Linked DNA regions of Gossypium hirsutum: region 2 is linked to region 1. A link is a contact called in public Hi-C data. All regions are on one chromosome and are shown on one strand. Each heading gives the region's core, a stretch centred on a gene start, on an enhancer-like site or on the middle of the called end of the contact. The rest is flanking DNA. Distances are from core to core; before and after follow the strand shown. Region 1 overlaps LOC107903540 (a long non-coding RNA gene). Region 2 holds the start of LOC107903536 (receptor-like protein kinase THESEUS 1).

Region 1 (6,276 bases), core at 2,176-4,675:
TGATGCATATTCAATTCAATTTGACTGATCGTTATGAAATTTTTTGTGATTTTTTGTTTTCTATGTCGAAATGTGTGTGATCTCAATTTGAGTTTTAGTTATACATTGAGCTATATACTTCACCCCTTTATTTTATTTCTGATGTTTCAAGTAATCGGTAAGTTAGAATCAGACGGCGTGCAAGAGCTCGGATGATTTTATCAGTTAATATAAAAACTCTAAAAGTTTTTGATGGCAAGTTAAGTAACCCCTCAAGGATTTTTCTGTAAATAAACAAATGGTTTGTAACGAGTGTTTGTTTTTAAGCTGAAAACGATTTGCCAAAATGCTTATTTTTGAAACACGAGTTGAATTCAAATTTTTGGGTTGAAATAAGTGATTTTGGATTTAAGATTTTTCTAGACATTTGTCAAAGTGTTGCCAAATTTTAGGATTTCGAAACGTGTTTTTAGTTTGATCAAGACAAAGGCTTTTAATAAGCTGATGTAATTCCTCAATATCTGAACTTCTAGGCCGGGTTTGGGGTGTTACACAAACACTTTATTTTAGTTATTCCATTAGTAATTTCTAAAATAAAAAAATTAAAATTTAAAGAAGTAATAGTGTTATTTCAATTTGCAGAAGACCTTAAAAAAAGGAAAAACTTATATTAAATTAGAAACCCGAGGAAATTACACATATATGTGTTTAAAAATAACATAAAATAAATAATGAAACGTATGGTTTGAAACTAATTAATCATAATAACATATAAAATATGTATGATATTTGAAATGAAAATTTGGATTAAATTATAAGTAAAACAAAATTTAAACATATAAATACATCATAATTAATTGTTAGTGTCGAGTTGACTTGTGACATTAACTCAATTAACAACATTATTAATATATACAACTGATGGAGATAATAAATTGTGCATATTAAAATAAAAATGTATAAAATATGTTAAAATAAAGCTTTAGTTGAGTGATAAATTTAATGTTTTACTAACTCAATTGGTATGAGTTCGAATTGTATCATATTTATATTTTTATTGAGTTTTTTAAAATAAAAAAAATTATAGTACCCTCAAATAATATAATTTATTTTAAATGTAAAGAGAATTAAAGTAATTTTTCTAACTGAGTTGAGACCTAATTGAAGGGTGACCCCAACTCAATAAAAGGAAAATTGAGAATTTTCCTTTTTTAGTGTTAAAGATTATGTGACCTGAATCCCTTCACTTGTTGAAGAAATAAATACAATGGCAAAATAAAGGGATCTGTGGAGGCGAAAGGCTGAGGGCTGTAGATGTAATCGAAACTCCTCTTCTATTTGAATACGTATAAAACTATTCTTCTTCTATTTGACTTTGATTAGAATAGGGTTTTTCAACCCTTAAATAGATGTAGTCAAAACTCTTCTTGTATCATTCATTTTTTAAGATTAGTGAATTTTTCCTTCTCTACCAGTGATTTTTTCTCGAAAGGGTTTCCAAGTAAAATCTGTGTTCTTACTTTTTTTATTGTTTTGCGATCATTCTACCGCTAATGATGCATTCAAATTTCATCTTTCATTTTCGATTGCAGAAGACTTAAAAGAATCAATTAAGTTATTCGATTACAATAGTATTCAATAAAACTGAATTAAAGATGGTAGATGATAAATGATGTAAATAGGGTAGATGTATTATGCTCTCTTTGAATTGATTCAATCCAGTAACAACAATCAATAAATCTAATCAATCCTTTAATAAAAACTCTTAGCAAATTGAAGTTTGAACAACAACAACACAATTTTGAATCAAAATTGAGTTGAAGCCTGATTTTTGTCGGTGTCAAAAAGTTTAATTTTAGATCAAATTTCTTAAACTAAATCATTTTGAGAAGTTAAATCGAGAGATTTCGAAAAATTGGTAAGCTGTCGGATTAGAGGTTTATTAGTTGGATAATATTCATTAATTAAATGTCTTGAATGGTTAGAAATGAGAATTTAGAAATTAAGGCTTATGGATTAGATTGTAAGAATAATCATGACTGATAAAATATTATCACGTCCTTCTACTTCTTCAACTTCTCTTTCATTGCCTAGTATACCCTTAAAGTCACATTCTGCTAAGAAAATTTCTTCTGTATGAAATAAACTATCTTAGGGAGGAGGATAAGGTTCAACTTACTGACCTTCCCACTGTAAATTCTTATTCTACTTATAAAAAAGCTCATTTTTCTCCTATTAGGTCTATAAAAACATTGATTCATAGCACTTCTAAGCAAGTAAAGGAGTATATTCAAGCCTCTAGGTTTGATAGTTACCTCATTTCTGCTTCTTCTTCCAAACAGTTTGTTACTCTTGAAATTCCATCAGAATTTCCTAGAGAATGGATACAAGCAGGTTATTCTCATATCCATTTTGGAGCAATCCAACTGGAACTAAACTATCGTGGTGGAGAAGGAAAACCTGTTGTAGCAAGAATTGTTCTACTAGATTCCAGATATTTGGAATATTAGCATGCTTGCATTGTTACCATTGAAGCCACTTTAAACTCTAGTCTGGTCATGGTTACTCTTTTCCCAAATTTTACTATGTCACTAACATATCCAAATCTGCTTACAACTCTCAAAGTCCAGATTCAGATTATTGGAGCACATCAAGTACCATCTACAATAGTTGCTACTTTGCACTATTAGATTGTCTATAAGATCCAGGACCATGCTTTTAATCTCTCACGACATGGTATAGGAGACTCCCTTTTAATCACCGTCAACACCAATGATCAACCTCATTGTGTTTATGTTCCCATTCACATTCCCAAGAAGGAACTCATCAAACTTCTTGCAGAGAAATGGGTCACCAACTATGAACAGCTCCATGAACATAGCCAACCCATCCAGTCTACTAAAAGTCAGATCATATCCAAGGGAGATGGAACCATAGAAATAAATTTTGATCATAGTCATCTTCACAGCCCCAAAGGCCCTTCTATCTTTCCCACACAACTAATGATGCAACCCACAGGAAATCCAACAGTGGGTAATGATAATGAAGATCCAGAATGTTGCTGTGATCTTTGTGAGCCTGGTCCAGAAAGAAATTTAGGGCTGAGTTTTTCTGCTGATGAAAAAACTTTGTACATGTTTAAAGATGAAAATACTGGACATTTCCTTGGGATTTGAATTGTTCGTGTGAATTATGTGCTGATGATAGGTTCAGCGCATGGATTGATAGTATGGATCACTCAGTTTCAAAATCGGGGAAAAAGAAGAATAAGAAAAAATCCACTCAGTCAGAATTTTACAAAAAAATAGATGGAAGGAGATCCAAATATTGGACCACTTGGTAAAGACAATGGTAAATTTATTTACCTTGTGGATTATTCAGCTAAATTGCCATCACCAGTCCAAGAAACTCCTCCAAAGCTTTGCAATTCTCCTCCTACTCCAAAACCTCTTCCTCCACAAAATTTTGCATCTCAAAGAAAACCAAAACCTTTTCCCCAACCATGTTATAAAAAGATAAACAAATGGGTTCAGAAAAATCCTTTGCCTGAACCAAAACCAATTCTCGTCGTATGTATGTTACAACCTTTTTCAGGAATATCATATGACAAAGAATTTCCACCTCTTGAGGAATACACTGAAAAGAATTATACTTATGCACCTGAAATCCCTTCCAAAATCCAAATTGACATTTCTGCTGCATTTGCAAAAATAAATGCTGCAGAAGCTACTCTTAACTGGTAGACTGAAAATGCTTTGACTCAGAATCAAACCTTGAAAAGAATTGATTCAAAGATCTCAGCTGTTGAAAACAAAGTTAATGACAATACAAAAATGGTAAAAGATCTTATCAATCTTTTGCAAAAAAGATTGGATGTTGTGGCTAAAGAGCCAACTGCCCCAGGACAAGATTTCTTTTGTCATTTAGCGTAAAGAGAAAAAGAAATCCAAAATCTCAAAGAATAAATTAAAGTGCTTTAAGAAACTGGCAAAATCCTAGCATCATCTCCACGATCAGAATCAGTGGAGTTGTTTCCTTCGATTCATCAGAAAAATACAATTCCAGCTGAAAGATTTCGTATTACCTTTCCAAAATTTCCAGAACGGACTAAACCTAGTACCTATGAAATATTTCTGGAAATCAAAAAATAAGAAGCTGAAAAGAAAAAGAAGAAAAAAGCCACTGAAGAAGCTGAAATGGCTAAAAGGAAGAAGACTGTCAAGAAGAAATTAGACTTGGCAAAAGGCCAGTAACAGACAAGTCTCCTCCAAAATCACCTCCTCCAAAACAAGCTTCTAAGTCTCTGATGATTCAACAAAACCAGAATCAAAATCCATTGACAACTTTTTTAAAGGATTGTAAGGATTCAATGATCCTAAAATTTTCAGCTTTATAGCTCCAAGAGTAACAATCAGACACTAATATTGATTGGTTTGATTCAAATTCATCATCAGATTCATCATCAAAATGTCAACCAAAGGAAGAAAGCATTTCAAAAGTTTTACAAACCCAGCCAAAGGTGGAACAATCAGATGACGAAGATATGTCAGAAGCACCAGAATTATCTTCATCACAGAATCGTCCTACACAAAAAACCTCTATTGGTAGAACCACCTTTGCTCTTGATGATATTCCACAAGAAAAATGGCCAAATAGAATTCAAGAATTTCACTCATGGCTTGAAACTCGTAAGCTTACTGAAGAAAGCAATTACAATATCCTTATGGAATTTGTATCCAGGTTTATTAGAATGTTGCTAGATTAGTGGAATTCAATTAGCCAATAAGATCAAATGCAATGTTTAGTCCTCCAAGACCTTGCCCAACCAATACGACGAGAGTTTTACAAAAGAAAATGTTGCTCGTATGGCAAAAGAGACCTAGCAAAGCATTTTAAAATAATGACTAGATTATTTTGTGCTTTAGGTCTTAATTCAAATCTAAAGCCCGTAATTCTTTCATCTCTTCCGAATCCTCTCCAGGTTGCAGTCAATCAAGCTCTCCAAAGGCAAAATAAATACATTCTTCATTTAACAGTTGGAGAAATCCAACAATAAGTTTTTATTACCTTAGAAGACATTTGCAACAGGAGAAAAATATTCAAAGACTATCTCCATGGTGACAAGAGGATTGATCGTGCATGTGATGAATCCTATTTAAAATATAAATGCCCTAAAGACAAGTCTTGTGTCTACCGTTCTAAGAAAAATAAACATTTTCTGAAATATTCTTTTTCAAAGAAAACAACTTCTTCAAAATGGAAGAGAAAAAGGCCACAATAGAAGTATCTCAAGAAGAAGCGAGAATCAACAAAGTCTGATCGTTGTTACATTTGCAAGCAAAATGGGCATTATTCAAGAGATTTTCCAAGAAATAAGAAGAGGGCAAAAAAGATTGTACAATTGATTCAACAATCAGGAATAAAGATAAAAAAGAAGATGATATATAGTCCGTTTGTTCCATTGAAGATGAACCATCAGAAAGGGCTATTTGTGCTATTCTTGCATATCCTGATGAAATCTCAGATTCAGATTCAGAATATTCAGATGTTCATATGCTACAAGCCCAAACCCAAAAGGACAATGGCAACATGATACCAGTTCCCTGTATTCCTGTTAAAATCTATTTAGACAAATATAGTAAGCCCATTACTGTAATTGCCTTTATAGATACTAGAGCAGCTGAAACCATTATGAACCCAAATGTTTTACCCACAAATTGGTGGAAGCCACATGTCAGGTACTTTAATTCCACTGCAGACCATCCTTTTGCTACCCACTTGATTAGTAAGCCTATTACTATTCAGTTCTTTCCAGGTTGTGTTAAAACTACAGTATTGGGTTCAAAACTCCTAGAAAAAGATATTGTAGTGGGTTTTGACCTTTACACAAAAGCTTAACACTTAAGGGTCCTTCTTGATGGAGTATGTTTCAAAAATCTGTTTCAACCTTTTGTCTCCATACCTAAACTTTTCTCTATCTAGTCAGAAAAAATTCTCCAAATTGTCCAATAGCTTAAAGAAAAATCTTATGCAGACTCTCATTCAGAATTCCAGCTTAAATGTTCAAATCCTTTATGGAAAAATTTTGAATTCTTTATTACCCTTCAATTTAAGAAAAGTGAAGGCATAAACTCAACAAAAGCCAGTCATATGGGTATGAATCTAGATCATTTGTTGCTAGCAGAATAAGAATGCAAAGAGCTTCAACAACAAGATTTAATTGAGCCATCAAATTCTCAATGAGCATGTGAGGCTTTCTATGTAAATAAAATATTTAAACAAGCCAGAGGAAAGTTA
Region 2 (6,840 bases), core at 659-3,158, 58 kb after region 1:
ATAAAAATTTATTAATATATATTAATATATGTAAAAACAATTTTTCCGGAAAATATTTTTCGAAAATCTGCCAAACAGCAGAAAATATTTTACACAGATTCAATCAAACACCAGAAAATATTTTCCAGTAAATCATTTTACATAAAAGTAAAACATTTTCTAGAAATTATTTTACGGAAAAAATTTTACTGGCAATCAAACGGAGCCTAAATTAGCAAAACTTGTGTAAAATAATTATTATTATTACAAGACGAAGTCAAGAATTTTATTTTAGAATATCTAAATGAAATTAAAAGATTTCGAAATAATTTTTTTTACTAAAATAGTTTGGAGTTGAATTGTTACGTTTTAAGAGTAAAAAAAAATCACTTAATTACGAGACTAAAAAAAATTAAATTTAATGAGAATTAAAAATATGCATAATGCTCTTTTTAGTGAAAAGAAATAATGTTAAATTTAGTTTTTAGTGTTTATATTTTTTTATTAATTTGGTCCGAGTTAAAGTTGGCATTAAACCATTTAAAAAGAGTCGAATTTAACCACCAACTTTTTAAAAAGAGTCAAATTATTGTTTTTTAATGGAGTTATTGGCTAAAACATTAATTTTTTTAAACATGACAATCTACATATACTTCATACTAATATTTTTTACGATTTTTTTTATAATTTTTTGAATTTTGAATATATATTTTTAAATTATTTGTTGAAATGACATATAAAATAAATAATACCATATTAGCATGAAGTACACATTGGCTGTCATGCGAGTTGTCATGCCAACATCGTTAAAAAATTAATGATTTAATCAACATTTAGTTAAAAAGAAGAAGGGTAAACTATACTCAAGGTTACTCTAAAATAGGGTTTGTCCTATCTTGGTCACTCTAAATTCTATTTCTCAATTTAGTCAATCTAATTAAGTAATTGTTAAAATTAGTCACTAATAATTAAAAATCCTGTTAATCCACTAATGAATTGTTGATGTGGCACATTAGCCAATTTAACACAAGGGCACTTTTGTTTTTGACATTTGACCAAAGTCGAGAGATCTCTCTAAAATTATGCTAAAAGTGGGTTTCATTTTTGCCCACTCAACTATTAGTAAATTTCATTTTTGCCCACTCAACTATGAAAAGTTATAAAATAATCACTCAAGTATTAGTAAATTTCTTTTTTAGTCATCTAACTATGAAAAGTTGTAGAATGGACACTCAAACTATTCAATTTTATCTTTTTTTTGTCACCCCACTATCTTGGATTTTTTGGTATTTTTATTTTTACTTTAGCCAGCTGGTGACCAACAAAAACAAAATCGAATAATTGAGTAACAATTTTGTAACCTTTCATATTTGAGTGACCCAAAAAGAAATTTACTAATCGTTAGGTGACTACTAGTGCAATTTACCCAAAAAATTATATCATAACCAGGGTCCAATGCTTGTGAGGCTAATGAATACTCTGAAAATTCAAACCTTTTTCAGTGTACAGAGTAATAGAGAGAGACATAACAAACAGCTGGATTTTGATGGGAAGTGATACATTTTTTCCCAGGCTGAAAATTCAAAGACACATATTAAAGACAATTACGTAATTTTCTTTCATTAGAACTGTTGGGTCCTCTTAGTTTTTCCCTCAAAAAGTCAGCTTAACCAAAACGAGTGGAAAAGTAGTTGATTTTATATACAGCTGCTGCACTTTTTCCTACCAGGGAATAGCTGGTTTGTTTCTCTTTTTGGCTTCATTTTTGAGGTATGGCCATTGATGAAGGTTTTAATCTTTAGTAGTCATTCTGCATTAGGGTTCTAGTTAGGGGTTGAATTATTAGTATTTTAAGGTTCAAATTTTGATGGGAATTTGGGGTTTCTTTATATGTTAGTTTATTGAGAACTTTGGGGTTTATTGTTGAAGATGAATGTAGGGAAGTGGCTATCTTTGGTTTTAGCTGTTATTTTGTTTGAATTTTTGGGTTATAGAAGAATACAGGCATCATTCACTCCTACTGATAACTACTTAATTGTTTGTGGTTCTTCACAAAATGTCACATTTCAAGGTAGAACTTTTGTTCCTGATTTTCTTCATTCTTCAATTTCCTTAAAGGCCAAAAGAAGTTATTATGTTGCTAGCTCTAATTCCAGTGTTCCATCTTCTATATTTCGATCCGCTCGGATTTTTTCCAGCATTGCTTCATACGAGTTCGATATCAAACAACGAGGTCGGCATTGGATCCGGCTATATTTTTTTCCTGTTGTGGTTCCGAAATCGGGACATAACTTGATATCTGCTCCGATAACGGTTGTCACTGATGGTTTCGTGTTGTTGAACAACTTCACTTTCGAGAACTATAATGGTTCTTTTTTGTTCAAGGAGTTTGCAATCAATGTGACTTCTGTTACCTTGTCGCTTACGTTTGTTCCTTGGAATGATTTGGTTTCGTTTGTTAATGCGATCGAAGTTGTGTCCATCCCAGATTCAGTCTTGCCTGACCAGGCATTAGCTCTGAATCGATCTACTCCTATTAGTGGTCTTTCGGAGTTTGGGATGGAAACTGTTTATCGGTTAAACATGGGAGGGCCCTTGATTAGTGCTCAGAATGATACACTGGGAAGAACATGGGAGAATGATTCGAAATATCTCCGTGTAAATGGTTCTGCTCTGAATGTTTCAATCGATCCAGCTTCCATCAAATATACTGCTTCCATTACAGAGGAAACAGCACCGAATTGGGTCTATGCTACTGCTGAAACCATGGGTGATGCAAATGTATCTAACATGAACTTCAATATAACTTGGGTCTTCCCTGTCAATCCAAACTTCAGGTACTTCGTCCGGGCACATTTTTGTGATATCTCCAGTCAGTCTCTCTATGCTTTGGTTTTCAATCTGTACTTAAATGATGATATTGCTGCTGCAAGTCTTGACCTATCAACATTGACGAGCAACCTAAATGTGCCTTACTATATGGACTTCATCTCCAGTTCCTCAGCGGGTTCTGATACTTTGACTGTTAGTATTGGTCCGGATTCAGTGACGGATATCACTAATGCAACATTGAGCGGGTTGGAGATTATGAAAATCAGCAATGAGGCTGGTAGCCTCGATGGGGTTTCTTCTGTAAAGAATCTCCTTCCGCTATCATCTCTGAAGAAGAACAAGATATGGATAATAATTGGTTCTCTTGTTGGAGCTGTAATTGCACTGGTGTTCATCGGATTCTGCTGTTGTTGCCTGTTGATGCGGAAGCCTAAAGCTAATCATCAAGGACATCCCTTACACGGAAACTCTCAAACAATGACCAAAATGTCGATGGCATCAAAAAAGAGTGGAACGGCAAGCTGCATCTCATCGGCCTCCTCGAGTTTCGGTCAGTTCTTCAGCCTCCAAGAAATCCTTGATGCTACCAACAAATTTGATGAGAGTCTACTACTAGGAGTTGGTGGTTTTGGTAGGGTCTACAGAGGAATGCTTGAAGATGGGACTAATTGTGCTGTCAAAAGAGGTAACTCGAGATCCGAACAAGGCCTTGCTGAATTTATGACTGAAATTGAAATGCTATCTAAACTTCGTCACCGTCACCTTGTCTCTCTTATTGGCTACTGTGATGAAAGATCGGAAACGATTCTTGTTTATGAGTATATGGCTAATGGACCCCTTAGAAGCCATCTTTATGGAACAAATTTTCCATCTCTAACATGGAAGCAACGACTTGATATATGCATTGGCGCTGCTAGAGGACTTCATTACCTCCACACATTTGCAGCCCGAAGCATTATTCACCGGGATGTGAAGACAACAAACATTCTCTTGGATGAGAATTTTGTAGCCAAGGTATCAGATTTTGGCCTCTCAAAAACCGGTCCAGCTTTAGATCAGACACATGTGAGTACTGCTGTTAAGGGTAGCTTTGGCTACCTTGATCCCGAATACTTTAGAAGACAGCAACTCACTGAGAAGTCTGATGTGTATTCATTCGGGGTGGTTCTGATGGAAGTTCTCTGTGCTAGGTCGGCTTTAAATCCAGTTCTCCCAAGAGAACAAGTTAATATCGCGGAATGGGCAATGAGCTGGCACAAGAAAGGTATGTTGAATCAAATCATGGATTCTAATCTGGTCGGGAAATTGAATCCGGCTTCTCTTAAGAAGTACGGAGAGACAGCTGAGAAGTGCCTTGCCGAGCATGGGACTGAGAGACCATCGATGGGAGATGTTTTATGGAACCTCGAGTATGCTCTTCAGCTGGAGGAGACGTCATCAGTGCTAACTGAACCCGATGATAACAGTATGAACCATATCCCGGCGATTCGGTTGACACCGCTTGAGTCATTTGATAATAGTGTAACCATGACCAACGGGGGAAATTCTGGCACCGATTGTAATGCCGAAGATTCACTCGTAAATCCTTGTGGACGGTAGATGAATCAGAGGTTTATGTTTATTATTACAATTACTGTGTTCCATTATACAGCCATCAATGCAGACATAAACAACATAAAAAGTTACATTATATATGTATATATATAGTTTTCGAATACATAACATTATTGACAGAAGCCATAGCCATAAAAGCTTCTAATGTTTTAACTAATAAAACCCATTATTCCATTATTTCTTGCAAACAATTCCATATCCAGCAGAAGCCCCGCTGGTGCAATCAAGAGGTAGATATTCAGTCACAGATGTCATCTCCTGGTTCGAACTATTTTCCGGCGAGTATAAACAAGTTAAGCAATTTGCAGAAAGAAGTTGGGTGGTCTTATACTTATCTTCACCACCAACAACAGGCATTGCCACACCGGGTTTCGCCGGGTTCTGGAAATCCGGCTGGTAAGTCCTGCCGAGCACCCCGTCCACCTTAGGTGAAAGGGCAAAGAACCTAAACTGAACTTCCAAGTGAGCAAAGCAATCATCAGATGGTACTTTGTAGTTATGGATTTTATCATCTTCTTTTGTCACAGGAACCACATTCACCATAATCTCTGCACTATCTTTCAATGTTACAATCACACTGTTCTTATTTGCAACTCTTTCGACTTTCACATCTTTTTCAGGTGAATACCAACTGGACAAAGCCCCTTCTGGGACAATTAAATCCTCCCCGTTGTAACTGAACTTTAAATGGTCCACTTCATCGTTCCATGTTGCAGCTTTGATGGCTTCAAGGGAGAAAGAATGAGAGTTGAATAAGATCCCAAGCGCTTGAATCCAAGTGAAGTCCCTGGTTCGACCAGCGGGACGATGACCGATGAAGCGACCGTTGATTTGGAGATTGGTATCGGACACCAAGCTGAAATGCTCATTGCTCTTTCCATGGAAATAAAACACAATGCCATCACCACCAATGAAACGAGGATCGTAACAAGCTGATCCAGGACCATTACAGTCTGGTTTACGATCTAAAATCAAGAACCAAAACCAAAAAAAGAGAAATTAATTGAACATTCATATAAGTTTGGAGCAGCAATAGGTGAAACTTACGTTTACAATAAGATTTACAGACGGATGAATCACAGTTAACATGACAGACTTTAGCTTTGTAATTGCCATAGCTAGTGCTTGGACATTCATAGGGACATTCTATGTATTTTCCATAGCATCGGCTTCTTGGATTACTGCAATACACAGAATCTGCTTTTGTTTGAATCAGAGCTGGCACAAAGACGAGCAAAATGATAAAAATAGAGCTGCTTCTTAGAATCTCCATTATAAGAAAAAGATTATGATCCAAATGATGCAAGAACACTTGGTTTTATCGTCTCTATTTATAGAATTCAAAACTGCTAGGTTTGCTTGTATTGTATGTCTTCTTTTCATTTCTTTTATTGTTTTAATGCTTGAAATGTCATCTAATTTTTCAGTAAGTTTCAAGCATGAAGGTACCTTTTATCTCTGGAATTAAAATATACTATCTGTTTCCATTTTTGAAGGGTTGAAGCAACTATATGCTTCTACTAATTTAATCTCTAATTCAATTCATCTTACTTCCACCCCCCCCCCCGCCTTTTTCTTTTACATTGTTGATAGGGGGGAAGTCAGAATTTTTCGGGAAGGACTGAATTGGAATTATAATTTTTTGAGTGAGTTAAAAATGTAATTCGGTTATTATATAAACATAAAAGTTTATAATTTTGAATGGATTAAATTATAAACTTTTTATTTTTAGAGGAGACGTAATTTAATTTTAATTTTTAAATTACAAAAAGACCAAAATAAATTAATTTAACTTTACAAATACTCAAAGAATTAAAGGAGAAAATTTTCATTATTTAGGCCAGACCCTTGGCTCCCCCTCTATCTTCACCATGACTTTTTATATATATATATATATAAGGCTTAATATAATATTAGATATCTAAACTTTATATTGTTTTTTAAAAAATTGATAGTTAAACTTTTTTTAAAAATTTGGTAGCTAAATTTGTCAAATGTTATACATATTACTTCAATATACTAATAAAGTTAATTTTTTAAAAGGTAGTAAAAATTATTAATGTATGACTGACATGTAATAGATGATATGAATTTTTTTCTTTTTTATTTTAAATGTTCAATTACTTTTAGTTCAATTTATTTATTTATTTATTTAATTTTTTAATTTAACATAATAAATTTTTTATTTTGGGTTTTTAAAATTGTTACTTTATTTTTCAATATTCATTCGTTAATCATAGCTCAAACCGCAATTTTTTAATAAGGATTTCTTCCCATATTGACGAAATTTTTGTGGAATTGAGGGATTTATGAAGTCCGGGTCATGCTTTAAGCACGTGATCCCTCTTGAATCATTGCCGTCATTAACAGTTAAAGTGATCTTAATCTCGATGAAAATGTAATCATTTTCCCCAC

What was found. Hi-C and Micro-C count contacts between places; a contact is called where the count stands out from the background.
Region 2: a Hi-C map of fibers shows a contact between it and region 1, with 4 times the contacts expected there. The contact joins the promoter of LOC107903536 here to the enhancer-like site in region 1. A contact is called at or near these places in 13 of 34 Hi-C or Micro-C datasets (callus, fibers, hypocotyl and 3 more).

Annotation. Positions count from the first base shown.
Region 1 is chrD05:61,455,631-61,461,906 of Gossypium_hirsutum_v2.1, forward strand. LOC107903540 (a long non-coding RNA gene) reads left to right here. Exons shown (of 2, transcript XR_001685840.2): 2 at 1-109. Among protein-coding and RNA genes, the nearest start is that of LOC107903540, 4.7 kb to the left of the region's middle. Within about 2 kb of position 3,426, at least 3 of the 9 cell types and tissues checked have an H3K27ac peak or open chromatin away from gene starts, as enhancers often do. A contact at or near this core is called in fibers, where this site is marked.
Region 2 is chrD05:61,515,085-61,521,924 of Gossypium_hirsutum_v2.1, forward strand. LOC107903536 (receptor-like protein kinase THESEUS 1) reads left to right here and starts at 1,909. Exons shown (of 1, transcript XM_016829610.2): 1 at 1,909-4,598. The coding sequence starts at 1,909. The coding sequence ends at 4,410. It overlaps LOC107903537, which reads right to left and starts at 5,806. Exons shown (of 2, transcript XM_016829611.2): 1 at 5,473-5,806; 2 at 4,600-5,390. The coding sequence starts at 5,698. The coding sequence ends at 4,600.